Regions from separate parts of the Bombyx mori genome. Here region 2 is linked to region 1. A link is a contact called in public Hi-C data. All regions are on one chromosome and are shown on one strand. The core of a region is the stretch at or near the end of the contact, and the rest is flanking DNA. Distances in the headings are between cores, read along the strand shown.

Region 1 (2,809 bases), core at 189-2,688:
ATACTGTTCAATGTACCTACTTAATCTGTTGCCATGTCCATAACTTGTATTTGAAAAACATTCACATTTTAGCCTACACATTAACATACATATTGAAGCTGTAAAATCAAAAAACTAATAGACCCAAAAAGCAGCAGATCTAGGGTACTAAAGGTAGAGTGGAGATTTAAAAATATTTACTTTGAATTACAAGGAAATTAAAATACCAGATCCCATGATAGTTATCTAGTCTTGTAATATTTGTAAATAAAATAAATACTACTTTTACTTTTCATGTAATTAAAGTCTCAATGTCGTAGTGATTTTCAAGTATAAGAATTTGTAATTAAAGTCTCAATGTCGCAGTGATTTTCAAGTTTATGAATTTGAAGCAACAACATAATTTCGTGATTAGATTTTTCATAGACTAAATATTGTTTTTATACTCAATTACATTGTTTATTTACATACATTATTCAATGAAATGCTGTGAAATTGTTTATGTATTTGCAATCAGACTGTAAAAAATTAAGATGTGAAAATGTGTAATTTTTATACGTTTTATTTTATAGGGTCGAGTGGGCATCAACTTTCCCCGAACTAAATCACGTAACAATAAATATTGTTAAAATTATTATTGTACCTCTCTTTGTTGATTAACTTTTCTGCCGCAAGAGCCATCACCGAATATGTAGATAGATGTTTTGTTGAATATTTACGCTGTCTGCCATATATTTTTTATAAAATTCTCGATGAATTTATGATCACAGTAGGTAATACATACAGGCAATGATGTGTTCTTCGTTCGACATTTGGCAAACATAAATTATTCCGTTGGTTTGTTTTATTTAGTTACACAAAGGGAAATAATTCCATACAGTTCTGTCTTTTAAAATTGTCAAAATTAAACCGAACCGTTTGGGTGAAAAAGGAAGTGATATTACTGTAGAAATTACTCCGCAATAGTGTTTTTGGAATGAAAGTGAATACAGAAGTTTTGTGAATTGTTTTGTTTAGTTAATTCTGTGCTTATTCAAGTTTAAACATATAAAAACCGTTTAGTGTCCATGAAGGTGAAGGTGAGTACATGAACAAAGTACTGGACTGGGATTCCTGGGTTCTTCCCAAAAATCTACCGAAGTCTCAACAATTACGATATTTTAATACATACACATAACATACAATATTTTGCGATTGATAAGAAACAATTTTTTTTTTACCCTGTTGATGAGCTTCAATTAATTTCACTTTATTATAATGTTTACTTCACAAAGCGGCAAAGTAATACCTGATTATCACTTAAACTCGCAAGAAGCCGATGTTTTTATATTGATAGATAGAAGAGAACCCCATCATTTAACTGAGAAGTTTGTTCATCCCATTTCATTATATTTCTATTTCAGTGAATTTTGTTAAGTTTTACTTATTGTGGAACTAAAACAACTTCGCCTTTTATAACAGAATAGTTATTGCGTGGTACCATTTGCTTATTCAATTTAATAAATAAAAAACACGTGACATTCTGGTATAATGTGCAAGTGACAATTTTAAATCGAGGACTCAATCCTTGAAAGTAAACAAAGAACAACAGAAACATTATTTTAATTATTAATCGAATTCATTTTTACTATTATTCGAATCTTAAGTTCCATGTAGCGTTTCAAACTCTAATTATAGTAAAAAAAACAAGTTCGAACGTTCGTGACAAATTGACCTTGTCTTTTTAGAAAATTATATTAGAAGTTATATCCATGGATGAAATCATGCATGCCCCTGATGATACTACCTGTTCTGAAGGCGAAGACGATCACAAAAAGGAAATTCGACCGAATGCCAACAATGAACAAGATTTTCCTCACCAATCGACTTCGTTCTCTCCGCCTACTCAAATGGAAGAAAAAATGCGTAGAAAACTGCAGTTTTTCTTTATGAATCCAATCGAGAAATGGAAAGCAAAGAGAAAATTTCCTTACAAATTTGTCGTGCAGGTAATCAAAATTGTACTTGTGACTTTTCAGCTATGTTTATTCGCTCATAACAGATACAATCACGTGAACTATACATGGGATAACAGAATCACATTCTCGCATCTATTTTTACTCGGCTGGGACTCTACACGTGAGATAAACGCATATCCACCGGGAGCAGGACCACTTGCTTTGTACAAAATCGATGAGTTCTACAATACATTAGACTATGCAGTTGCCGGTTATACTAATTTATCTAATGCGATAGGCCCATATTCGTACAATGATGAAAATAACTTTATGCCAGATCCTGTCTTTTGCCAGTACAACTATAAACAAGGCATTATTTATGGCTTTAATGAGAGCTACCAGTTTAACTCTGAAGTCTTTGAGACCTGTATAAATTTCACAATTAAAGATAATGAAGATTTCAAATCTGAAGCGTACATTAGAGATGCTGGATTGAACATCAGTTTCTCATCATTAGTTAGAGCAAAATTAATGTTTTCCATCAAAACCATCAACTTCAGGGCTGCCGGTCCCATAACTCCACCAGACTGTTACCGGTTTGATGTTGAAATAATATTTGACAATGAAGATCACGATGGACAAATGTCCTTGTTTCTGGAAGCAGAACCTCACAAGCTAGAATGTAAAGGCGACACAGCTTATGTGACGGATAATAAAATTGACCAAATACTCAGGAGTACTTTAAATATTTTAGTTATTTTGATTTGTGCAGCCTCGTTTGTGCTATGCAGCAGAGCACTCTACAGAGCACAGTTGCTAAAAGAATTAACAGTACAATTCTTTAGAAGACAATATGACAGAGACCTAAGCTTAGATGGAAGATTGGAGTTCTT
Region 2 (2,706 bases), core at 179-2,678, 160 kb after region 1:
AAACTTGTAATTAATTCAACTTTTTTCTTCCGCCTTGTGTAAAACATATTAAATACTTTGACAAAAGCACACAGTAACAGTCAACTACAGCATATAAATGTATTCATATAAATAAACAAACAAAGTAAACATTGCAAGTACCTTGACTTCTTCGATCTCTACTACTTCCGGTGTTTCTCTAAAGAAATGGCACTGTAATTTACACAAATAATTGTGCAGAACATTCGAATTAAGTCCATAATAACAAGCCACACATCCCAACACATAACTAAACGCAAAAGTTACGAAGTGAAATCTGTAAACAAAAAACTGGGTTAAAAACTATTCGAATGTGATAGTTCACTTACAAAATGGGTATTACGTTATATAGACCTGTAATAATAAATAACAGCAAAAGAGGCACTAGTAATTCCGAAGCAAATAATATAATTTTGATTAACAAAATTTTCTACAAACTTATTTTGACATCTTTCAGTCATGGTTCGCGAAATACAAGTCGTCTCGTCACTGACGTTTATTTAGATTGACGGCCTTGACGTTTGTCACGTTAAAGATTTAAATGGGGATGCCTGACTAATTCCGAAAAATAAAAAAATAGTTCCAAATCCGATTACATTTCAAAATATAATATAATTTATCTTGATGGTTTTATTAAATGTCCTACATGGTGGTGAATAAAAATAAGGACTTAATTTTTTACCTAAAAAACTTAAAAAAGGTCAGTCTGTAATAAAAAATAAATGACCGAAGTCTGAATACCCAAGGGTTTCAGTAACAAATGAACATGATCTTAATGAAGTCATCACATAACACTAGGTATGTACCAGGTATGTACCAGTGTACCTGCTTACTACTAAACAGAAAAATATTTTATTATTGAAACCGTTAAAATATTTGTTAGCAGTGGACAGCGGCTTGACTGTGCTGCTAATTTTACTAATGTCCACGATAGATAGTGACCACTTGCCAACACTTGGACCCCGCTGTCAGGTGGCTCATTGCTTAAAAAGCCAATAAAAATAATTGTGCGTTTTCCAAAACTAAAATGTTTTACACACAATATTATTAAACAGGTTCTTCGCACAATTTTGGCATTTAATGAAGAAGCACTAAGAAATGCTGTTAGTTGGGAAGGGCGGGTCAGTCGTTATATTACAGAGACTTACAATTGACGTTTCGAGATGAGTGGGGCCATTTATGTTGTTGGTGTCTATGGGCTGCGGTAACTACTTAACACCAGACGTGAGGTATACCTTTAGGCAAAAAATTGACATTTACCCGAACACAAGCAGTGCTTTCTACCACCGAGATGAAACTGTACAACCCTCAGAACTAAGCAGTGACATTTTTCATTTCACTCCACATTATCATTTTTCATAAAATTAAGAATTTAAATTAAAATGAAACATGACTTAAGAGTCTTAGTTACCAGGTCATAAATAAGATCCTTTAAAAAAAATAAGCAGCTGACAAATGTCAAATTTCAAAAGGAATAATAAAGATAACCTCATTTTATTTGAATTGCTTTAATTTTTAATTCTATTAAAAAGCACACCCATAGATTATACACTTAATATATTCGAAGCACACCTAAAATTCCAGATTACATTTAGATACCAAAGTATTCGATTTGTGATCTACAAAAAATACTGACAGTGAGTTTAATAATTATTTTTGTTTTAATTTTTTCTCATAAAAAACTATATTTTCATCTTAGTTAAGAGTCAACAAATACAGATCAAAATCGCTCTCGATTTATCAAAACGCAGAATTTCTCAATTGTAGTTTTTAAGAATTTTTTTTTCTTTTTTTTTTGTTGCCCTTGTAGGCAGACGAGCATACGGCCCACCTGATGGTGAGTGGTTACCGTTGCCCATGGACTTCAGCAATGCCAGGGGCAGAGCCAAGCCGCTGCCTACCGCAAATGTAGATAGTACCAGATTAGAAGTTAGTGGAATATATTTTCAGTCTCAATTAAGGCTTTATTACACTTTATCATCTATACATGATTTTATGGTTACTAAGAATTTTAATGGTTAATGAGAGCTCAGCAAGAAAACTGTCATTTTATTTTGAATCGAAATCTCAATTTTCTTGTACTAAATGGATATATCAAACAAAACAAAATCACATCTACCTGCAAATCCAGTGCAGGATTGAAGCAAATTTATGAAATTAATTTAAAATATGAAATTTGCAATGACATGTTTATCCTATAATTTGTTTTATCATAATAATCATGGTTTCCTATGTCATTTGGCCATTATATCAGTACATAATACATACTGATTACATGCTATTAACATACTTTCAGTCATATTAATAATTGTATTGATAAATAAAATCATTTCTCATCCTACATCCTACATTATCTAAAATGGTTACTTTGACAGTTTTTTATTAGCTTCATATATGTTTTGTCTGAAGATTGTTGCATTGTCTTTTTGTATTAATTTTTGTAATAATTGTGTTTTATTATATTTTTATTTATGTCATTTAACTACTAGTACAACACTAAAAGTATTTTATTTTAATTTTTTTTAAGGGATTTTATGACCTGGTAACTAAGAATTTTATTTACATCTTTCAGATAAAATGGCAATACAGAGATGCTTATTACAAATAGTGAAAACTTACAAATTAAGGCATCATTTACAGTCAAACATCAGACAAACATACTGTATGTTATGCCTGAAGTACAGCACA

What was found. A called contact is a pair of places that touch in the nucleus more often than the background predicts.
Region 2: a contact with region 1 is called in a Hi-C map of posterior silk gland, with 2.0 times the contacts expected there. The contact joins the promoter of LOC101737703 here to the promoter of LOC101738635 in region 1. A contact is called at or near these places in 3 of 7 Hi-C or Micro-C datasets (middle silk gland, posterior silk gland and whole pupa).

The regions. Positions count from the first base shown.
Region 1 is chr11:18,443,451-18,446,259 of ASM3026992v2, forward strand. It overlaps LOC101738635 (mucolipin-3), which reads left to right and starts at 1,439. Exons shown (of 1, transcript XM_004932846.5): 1 at 1,439-2,809. The coding sequence starts at 1,731. LOC101737172 (lipid droplet-regulating VLDL assembly factor AUP1) reads right to left here and starts at 803. Exons shown (of 8, transcript XM_038013899.2): 1 at 623-803. The coding sequence starts at 660.
Region 2 is chr11:18,606,680-18,609,385 of ASM3026992v2, forward strand. It overlaps LOC101737703 (glycine cleavage system H protein, mitochondrial), which reads left to right and starts at 1,429. Exons shown (of 2, transcript XM_062671276.1): 1 at 1,429-1,655; 2 at 2,591-2,706. The coding sequence starts at 2,596. All of the region lies in intron 20 of LOC101736905, which reads right to left.